Linked DNA regions of Mus musculus: region 2 is linked to region 1. The links are chromatin contacts, called in public promoter capture Hi-C maps. All regions are on one chromosome and are shown on one strand. The core of a region is the stretch at or near the end of the contact, and the rest is flanking DNA. Distances in the headings are between cores, read along the strand shown. Region 1 overlaps Klhl29 (kelch-like 29). Region 2 overlaps Klhl29 (kelch-like 29).

The links. Promoter capture Hi-C pulls out the DNA fragments that hold promoters and counts their contacts.
Region 2: a contact with region 1 is called in a promoter capture Hi-C map of hippocampal neurons, with 5 times the contacts expected there. The contact joins two enhancer-like sites. A contact is called at or near these places in 1 of 39 promoter capture datasets (hippocampal neurons), 12 of 484 Hi-C or Micro-C datasets (adipose-derived mesenchymal stem cells, cerebellar granule neurons, cerebral cortex and 7 more) and 1 of 115 datasets of contacts at active chromatin or transcription factors (neural progenitor cells).

The regions. Positions count from the first base shown.
Region 1 is chr12:5,161,502-5,166,264 of GRCm38.p6, forward strand. All of the region lies in intron 3 of Klhl29 (kelch-like 29), which reads right to left. Among named protein-coding and RNA genes, the nearest start is that of Gm51980, 120 kb to the right of the region's middle. Within about 2 kb of position 1,965, at least 16 of the 459 cell types and tissues checked have an H3K27ac peak or open chromatin away from gene starts, as enhancers often do. A contact at or near this core is called in cerebral cortex, hippocampal neurons and uterus, where this site is marked.
Region 2 is chr12:5,266,010-5,270,772 of GRCm38.p6, forward strand. All of the region lies in intron 2 of Klhl29 (kelch-like 29), which reads right to left. Among named protein-coding and RNA genes, the nearest start is that of Gm51980, 14 kb to the right of the region's middle. RefSeq lists an enhancer at 429-3,559. Within about 2 kb of position 2,347, at least 105 of the 459 cell types and tissues checked have an H3K27ac peak or open chromatin away from gene starts, as enhancers often do. A contact at or near this core is called in cerebral cortex, hippocampal neurons and uterus, where this site is marked.

The DNA of each region.
Region 1 (4,763 bases), core at 715-3,214:
GATGAGAAGGGCGGTCGTCAATCTTACCTAACAGGGACTAATGTTAGAACACCCCTCTCCTAACAACAGATGTGCTGTCTCTTCCTGGCTGAGGAGCCTGCGGCTGCTGGGCTCGGATCTGACTGCATCAGAGGAGAGACAGCAGCGGTGTGCACAGTACTGGCCTCCTGGAAGGAGCAGTACTTGCCCATGAAGACGACATCCTAACAAGTACCCTCAACTCTATTCACACCCACCCAGGCTTCCATGTCTCTCAGCAGAGAGAAGAAGCTGAAGCTCTCTCTGAAGAGAGCAGCCTCACGAATTCCTCTGGGATTTGGTGACTCACTCCTTTCCCAAGGCCAGACCATGGGCTCAGGAAAGGCTTCAGTCTTTCAGTCCCTGCCACAATCATTGTCATCTATATGTGTCTGACATATTATAAAGAAATTGGGGACTGGCAAGACTGCAGGATTCTTGTCTAAGTCGAAGGCCCTGAGACCCAGGAGAGCTTCAGGTGTAAACTCCACTCTGAAAGCTAGCAGCCTGGAAACCCAAGAGGAGCTGGTGTTTCCACTCAGTTGAAGGCACACACACACACACACACACACACACACACACACACACACCTACCCAGAGTCCCAGTTTAAGAGCTTTGTAGGAGCTCCCCTTAGTCAAGGTGGGGCCAGCTTAGTGTTCCACTTAGCCCTCGTATGTCTGGTCTGAGGGAACACTGGGACCAGCTACCTGCTTTCCTCTGATTACTGATTACAGATTCAACGTTAATCTCCTCCCCAGACACTGCCGCAGACATCCGCAGAATGATGTTGGGCCAAATATCTGGGAGGCCCATCAAGTTGACATATACAATTAACCATCATACCATCTCTGACAACTGGCACAATTATATTGCCTTTGGTTGGATTTTTATTTGAATCTGTACTCTGGGTAAGAAGGGTCCAGGTGAGGGGAGGGTTGAGGGGAGAGATGCACAATAAGAATCTTAAGCAGGAGCCGGGCATGGTGGCGCACATCTTTAATCCCAGCACTCGGGAGGCAGAGGCAGGCGGATTTCTGAGTTTGAGGCCAGCCTGGTCTACAGAGTGAGTTCCAGGACAGCCAAGGCTACAGAGAAACCCTGTCTTGAAAAACCAAAAAAAAAAAAAAAAAAAAAAAAAGAATCTTAAGCAGGGCTGGAGAATTCCTTCCACGAGGATGCAACTTTTCCTTTGACTCTCCCTCCTAATAAATCCTGCCCACGCCCCACACCCACCCCCAATCCTTGGACACACCAAGTATGACTTCCCCCACTCCCTGGCAAAAGAGAGAAAGAATGCAGTTCCCTGGCACATCTCATCTGTTCCCACACCTTGGCATATGCTCTGCCTAGTTTGCTTCCTAACTGCTAAAACTACAAGGGGCAGGCAGTGCCTTCCATTCCAGATCCCTAGGGTAGCTCAGGGGGCCAGCCTTCCCACGCTGCAGCTCGAAGCATTACTACAACATCAAAAATGTTCCACTGGCGGTTTCAAGATTCCTAAAAAATAGATTCAAAACATCTTTAATACTCTCTGAAGAAGCGATACATCACAGGAAAAGCTGTAACCTTTAGTATTGCTGATATTATCCAGGCCGTGGGCTGGCTTGGACGGCAACCACAGCCAGTTCTTATTCCTGGTGGCTGTGGCTGCAGCCCCAGGTCTAGGACCCTTCCACCCACTATTGGAGGAAGCAGCCGCCTGTCTGAGTATTTGCCTAAAGTGCTTTTGCGGAATCTGAAAGGAGTCATAGAACTCAAAGGCAATGCTTTTCAAGACACAGCCTTCTATTAACACGATATCCCTGAAAATAATATCTCCTGTCTCCAGCACTAACGTGCCGTGTACGGAATGCATTTCCTGCTTTCTCCCCTCAACATGGAGCTGTGAGCAAAGGCTTGCGACTGAGCCTCTGCACTGCAAAAGCCAGCCAGGCACAGGCAGAGCTCAGTGCATTACACATGAGCATGGTGATGACCAAACACTATCAAGCACCGGGGTATAGGAGTGTGTAGAGACCTGCAGGGACTCCCTCGGGGTCTGTGAAAGGTGCCACACCTGTCTAGAGGAGCATGAAAAGGCAGGAAACGAGACACTTGGACTTGCTGTATTCTTTACCCTCATTTCTTTCTGAAGGTTAGCATTATGGGTAGGTAATTAACGCAAGCAGGGAGGAGGGGACAAAAGGCTGGAAGTAGAGCTCTGAGATGCTCCCATTATCTCTGACAAGTAGATGCTGTTTCTCTGTCTGCAGGATATTCCCATTTCTCCAACTTACAGTTTAAACCTGGATGGGCAAATAGCCTGAGATATGGCCTCTGCTCTAATAGAGAGAAAGCCCAGGCACAGGCAGCAGGAACATAATGTAGGCTCCCCCTTAGCTTTGGAAACCAGATGTTTCCAGGTGATCTCCTTGCCTCTTGTCCAGCTCTGAGCAGGCCCTGCCGTGAGCTACCAGAGGCAGTGATACGGTGGAAACCTCAAAGCCACAGTTCACGTGCTCTGTGTCCTTGGTGGATTGGTAGATGTCTCTGAACCCAGTTCCTAACCTTTTATGGGAAGGATGGAATAGGAGATGACCTGGGGAAATGCAGAACAAAACTATACTGAGCTTTGGTCTTAACGCAGTCAGAATGGCTAGCATCATGAGAGGAAACAAGAGATGTCAGGGAGGCTGGGTGAGCAGAGGACCCTCCCACAGTGCTGGTGCTAATATAGTGGGAATCATATGGAAGTTACTCAGATAATTAGGATGCAGTTTGCACACAATCCAGCTATATCACTCTTGGCTATACACTGGAGGAATCTAAGCCAGCCGATATCAGAGATACTTGCGCATTGCTGCTTATTACACCACTAGGCACAAGAGCTAAGGGATGGAATCAGACTAAGTATCTGCCAATGGGCGAAGAGTTGAAGAGAGTGAGGTATATATACACAGTTGAATATTATCCAGCCATAAAGAACATCATGTCGGTTGCAGGAAAGCGGATGAAACTGGAGAAATAACTCACACACAGAAAGGCAAATATTGCGTTTTCCATCACACAACAACAACAACAAAAAAGAAAGGAAAGAAGAGGGAGGGGGAAGTACAAATGGGAAGGAAAGACAGGAAGATAAAGGGGGAGAAATGTAATCCGAGGACATTATATACATGCATGACATATCTGAACACTTTATAATATAACCCATCATTTTGTAATTAGTGTATGCTAATTAAATTGACAGCGCGCACACACATACATACATGTACATTCACATATGTACATGCAAGGCACACACACATACATCACATACACAGAAAACGGCTGCAGAAACCACATCCTGGGTCTGGCATCCTAAGTTCTGTTCCCCATCCCTCAAATAATAGCTTCTCTTATTCTTATCACTCTAGAAAATGTCTTTGTGAATTGTTTGCTTGATGATTGCAACCGTGTTTCTTTTTAATAAAATCTTGATTTAAAAAGGGCCCGAGGGCATGCTACCTCGAGAGTGTGTGGAAGATAATATTTAGAGACTCGTTCAATCTCTCCTGCTAATGTACGTCGTACATCGCCGTGTTTGTGTCTTTGACTTTATCTTTCTCTTACTTCCCTTGCAAGAAAGGCTACTTGGAAGAGATGAAAATACCAGGCCCTGTCAACCTCTGTAGCCTTCCTGCCACAGCACTGAAGAGTCAAATGAGCCCCAGGCTGGATGTGACCTTCTTCAGGGCACCCTAGTAGAACAGGGGATTGACTGACTGGTCCCCACTGACTGGGTAGGAGGTGACTAGAGCCCCTATGGGGTTGTGGCTGGGAGAAGGCAGGGTACTGAGAGTGTGACATTGTGCATAGGGCTTAAAGGGCCATACCACCACCTGGGTCCTACAAACCGAGTAAAGTCATCCATGTTCGAGGGGACCCCTGACATTTGGGATCCCTTAAGAGGAGGAATTGTGACTACAAGGTCTGCAAGAGCTGGACAGCATAAGAAGCCTAGTTCCCAGGACAGAAGCAGAATGGGTCCTACCAGACGTTAGGAGAAATGATAAAGGAGCTGTTGACAGGGAACAGGAAGCAGCCATGGCCTTTTCTAAATAGAGAGGGCGGTGAAGATGTGACGCCCCAAAGCTGACGCTGCTGAACAGGGCTGACGTGGTCATTTGAATCCAACATCCTCAGTACAAGTGCTCTCTGCTAGGTGACACTGATGAGGGCACGGCCACTCAGCTGCAAACGAGGAATGTGTCTGTGGGGCCTACGGCTGTGAAGCCACCTAAACCAGAATAAGGGGTCAGAGCTGGTGGCAGTAATAGAAGCTGCTCCCTCAGCAACCCCTCCATGCCAAGGCCCTCGGCAGGAGTCTCTCCGAGGGAGAAATTAGGCTCTCATGCCCACCACCTTCTGTGGCAGGAAGAAGGCTGGGGGTCCTGGAGCTGGGCACCTCCACAAGCAAACTCATACTGTTCCACAGAACTGTGTATAGGAGGGTGATGGATCCTTAGCAGGTCAAGTGCAGCCTGAGGGTAGGAGAAATGTACCCCCAGAGGCCAGTGTCAGGGCAGAAGGTGCAAGGGGGTCTGTGTTGTCAGAGGCAGGTTTTCCACCTGTGAAATGGGGACAGTAGCGCCTATTCCCAGGCCCACAAAGGTCGTCTGTAGCACAGGTGAGGGCTGGTTACACCGCAGGCTAGCAGCAATAAAACTGTTTGATCAACACCAGATGCTGCCACTTCCCTGGACAAGTGGCAGTGGGACAAGAG
Region 2 (4,763 bases), core at 1,097-3,596, 100 kb after region 1:
GGCTTTTGGAGGAAGGAGGAGGGGGAGAGAAATTGGGGGTATCTGTCCCCAGATAAAGTGGAAGACAATACCCTGAGGATTGGGGGGTGGCACATTAAAGATGTATAGCCCTGCAGGGTTTTGAGTTAGCTGCTTGGGAGAACAGGTGACAGTGGTCATCAGTAGAGGTCCCCAGTCACCTGCTGCCTCAAAGACAGCCCTCCTCCAGAATGTCAGACCTTTGAGTTTACTCTGTCACAGGACAGGTAGAATCTATAACCAGTCCCACTAGCACCCGTGTCTCTAGCTCCAGCTGTAAGCAGGAGCCATGATTATCTTAAGTGAAGGCTGGGCCTCTGCCTTATACTCAGCCCGTCATCTCCTGACCCCCAGCTTTCGTGGATATAAACTTTCTGACCTTAACCATGGAAACTACAGGGTAGCCATGGAGCAGTTAGCGCTGGAGAAGCCAGCTACAGAGTCCCAGCAACTCTTGGGCCCTGGGCTCTGCTCTATAAAAGACTGTGGCTGTTAGCCACAGAGCACTAGCTTCATTTTGCTCCAAATGAGAGGATTTATTTCTTTAAGGATTGAGTATTAATTGTCTTTTTTTTTAATTCAGTAAGCGTTGAATGAAAACCACTTCTAAAATGTGTTAGACCTGTATGACCACAGATTGTTCCAAAGAACACTTCACTGCCTCGGCTACTCTCAAGTGAGTAGCCTCTGACCAGGCTCCCAGGATTCACTGTGAAGGATGAATGGCTCCTGCTCCTCATCTTCGGCTAGCTCCAAGAGTGATCTTCTGTGGCCTTCACAGGCAGTATGATAGAGCAAGACGATCCTAAGAAGAGGGAGTGGGGCTTGGTGGGCAGAGCATGTTGGTATGTAATTCATATGGCCCCACCCCTTCAAACATAAACAGAGATAACAATGTGGGCAAGGTCTGGAGCTATTGGAGACTCAGGTCTGGGAGCTGGGCTCAAAGGAGCTTATCTTTTCCCCTCCCCCTCACTGGTATCTGCTGTGGCCCTTCTCTCTCAGGATCTTGGTGAGAGCCAGAGCACACATGAGGACGGCCCCTAACCGAAGTGAAGGAGCCATGAGTCCACAGTGCTGTACTGTGGATAACAGGGCTTTGACAGTCTTGGTTTGGCTCCCAAGGCCAGTGACGGTGACAGTGACATGATGATGAACATTCATGAATCCCACACACCACTGATGGATGGAAGGAACATCTTTGGCCAGTCTGAGTATCTAAAACCTAAGCATTTCCGGTCTAATTGGCAGTGATCACAGCCAACAGCTAAAGGAACATGTATCTTAAGTGACCATTAGTCCAACGTCTGCATGCAGATGGAGTCACTGAGGAGCAGGCAATTTGTCAAAGGTCAGAGCCACACTACAGCCCTAGCAAGAGAGCAAGGGGTGGGTTGGATCTCCTTTATCACCCCCCCCCGCCCCCCACCTCCCAACCCAGGGCTCAGGTCCCTTGGGTCCTCCAGGCAGGCAGCAGTTTCTGTGTTGCTCTCCCCTGCTGCTGTCCTGTGCATTTTAATTGCTTACACTTTCTCTTCTCATACCCTGGGGTAATTTTACAAAGGGCACAACTCTGACATTCAAAAAAAGCACATATATTCTCAGGCCATTTAAATCCCTTTGATTAAAGAGGAAAATAACAATTGCAAGAGAGACCTGTGCACACATGTGCACGTGTACACACACACACACACACACACACACACACACACACACGCTTAATCCTGACTAGTCCATACAGTCCTGAGTGTCAATGGGATTTTAACCACTTGAACCACACCGAAAGAATCACCCACAGGGGGTCACAGAGGAGAGACCCATGAGGGCTAAAATCACAGGGCAGTCTGGCTGCTCTTTCTTGGTGTCTTGAGAGTCAGTAGTCTGACTGCTTTTATAGGAAGTATTCAGACACAACACCCGAACAGTGCAGATTAGGGCTTCCTTAGGGGTGGGGGGGGTCACAAAGGGTGCAGTTGGGGCACAGTCCTTGTAAGCATATGGAGTGGCTATCAGCCTAACAGCATGAGACTAAAAGGCAAGCAAGCAAAGGAGTTAGAGGGTGTTTGAATACTCACTGACCGCCCAGTGACGTGAGCAGGTTGGTCAGACAGGTGGGTTTACGGGGCTTTGCTTTCTTGTGTGTGTGTCTGCCCTCTCCAGGCCTCAGGTCAATAACCGCTTCTCAGGAGCCAGAAAGTCTGGGGCCAACACAAAGGGAAGTAGTGGATGGGGTGGGGGTGCTGAAAAACTTGCCTCCCTCACAGGAGAACCGCCCACCAGCGAGCATGTACAGCAGTCTCAGGAACACACTGTTCTCTTTGTTGGAGCAGAAATCTGTTCAGTGCTGATTATGCAGGCCGATGAGTGGGCCTCTCTCATTTTTTCCTCTAATCTGGAGTCCTGCTCAGCGAGCACAATCGCAGACAAACGATCCTGGAAACAGAATAAGCTTTCTTGCCATCCCCTGTTCCGGAAGCATTGCGAATGCCTGCATCTCTTACTCCCAAGCAGAGGTACACCACTGACTAGACTTCAGGACCTCTGAGTCCCAGCCAGGGGACCTCACACCATGGAAAGACTGTCCTTCTGACCTGCCTCTAACAATGGAATCCAGTGCCCAGGAATGAGCAGCAGACAGTCTTCAGAGGAAGACGGTCAGCTTCAAAATGCAGGTGATGTTTTAAAAGCCACTACGCTAAAAGGCATGTCCAAAACAAATCACTCACTCCTCTGGTTTGGGATATTGGCCTCGAAGGGGGTCGACGGAAATGTTCCTTTTCCTGACAGGGATGTATGCAGCAGGGGTGGGCACAGGTCTCTGCAAGACTGATTGAATTGCATGCCATAGAATTGGACTTTTATCTGTATAAAAGTTATAAGAAGATTCCTGTGTAGAGGAGTTTCAGGCCATCTGACATGTAAGGTAAGATATGCAGGTCAGAGAACTTTCTGAATAAGAATAGCAACATTGTAAAGGTTCAAAAAATAGTTTTACTCTTTGCAAAGGGTAACGGAAAAGCTTAGTAAATAAAAAAAGATCTAATTATTTAAATTCTTTTGTCAGTCCATGCTTTCAACCCATACATCAGGGACAGCGCCCAGCAATTAATGAACAGAGTGAGTCTGATCCAAAGTGGTGCCCTGCGTGTTCACACAGCAGGAGAATTTCCATGCTGTCAGTCCTCACCTTATAGAGTCTGCCTGTGCTGGGCCAGTCTCATCCTCAAACCCGCCCCCACAGTGCCTCGAAGCTAGGTTCCCATCAATGCGGATGACTCCCAACTACAGACCCAGAGGAGCACACAGCCCATCAAGAAACAGAACCCAAGATCTCCATCCAGCCTGCAAACGAAAGCTGGTTCCCGGGATCATATGGGGAGGCTCCAGGTACTAGTGGCATGAGTCTGAACCAGCAGCCTCTCTGAGACTCAGAGGGACTTCTACATCCCAGATTGCCAAGATGACCCAGGTCATTCCAGGACTGCTGCCCCTAAACTAGTACAGGAAGCAATTTGAGCTCATCAAGATGGTCACAGCAAGCCCAAGACGGGAGATGCTCTGTAGCAGACAAGCAAGCAGATGCCAGTCCCACTTCTGTACTCAGGGAAAAAGCAGCATAATCACGATTTATCAAAACATTCAAATCTCGGGAGGCATGTCAGAGTGCAGCCTCGTGCAGTGGTCAGAGTGCAGCCTCGTGCAACGAACTCAGAAAGGCTGTTTAACGCCATGTGCGTGATTTGAGATCTGGATTTTCACCCCCTACATCCAAATTGATTGAAAGAGATATGGGGTTGGAGAAATTAGGTTTTTAAAAATTATGCTTCCAAACATGTAAGTGTCCAGTTTTTTAAAAGCAAAAAATAAACCTAGACAACAATTCCCGAAATACCGAATAGGTTCTTAAATCAAAAAAAAAGTATGTTAAAGGGACTTCCGAGTCACAGCTGTTGTCTAAAACATCAACATTATGTCATCACTGTTAGATATTTCTTCAACTTTCACGGGGGCAGGGGATAGGGAGGGGGAAGATGATGGGTGATAATTAGTGATCTCTAAGCAGTGAGGACATGGTTTTCCTGATGCTGATTGCAGCTGTCAGAAACACAAAGCTAGGACTTAATAAAATGCAACCAGGTGGAAGTGTAAATGCACAAAGCACAATGCATCGCGTGCACTGAGATAAGCAGAAACCACAGTAGCAAAATGTTCTCCGTGCCTCGCAATGCTTAACCCGTAGCTTCGTCCTCTCCACCCTTTCTTCTGACCAGTTAAGAGTTCTTCACATTCTTCCTAGACTTCAGACGTCTGCTGCTTACCTCGCTTCTCCCTCTTCCCTAAAGACATCCCAGGCACCTGCCTCTGGGCATTCTTGTCTACCACGAATGTATCCCACTGTGTCCTTCCTTGCGGGTGCACTGTCTAAGTACCATCTCCTTCTTTTCTGCTTCCCTGGCCATGCTGTGAAATGCTACAAAGAGAGATTCTCAACCGCTGTTAACTCTTTGGTGGAAAGCTCACACTCTGCTGACTGTTGAAGGGGGCAGCAACAAGAATTTGCAGGTACAAGAGCATCACATAGAGCAAGACTCTTACAGTGCTGAGCCCAGAATAAACACACTCAACAATCCAGTAGGCTACTTCCCTAACGAAAGCCAAGGTGCCCTACTCATGTGTTCTCCGAACCTTGATAAGTCATCTAGAAGCAGCACATGGGGAAAGATGTGTCACAACCACAGCAAGGT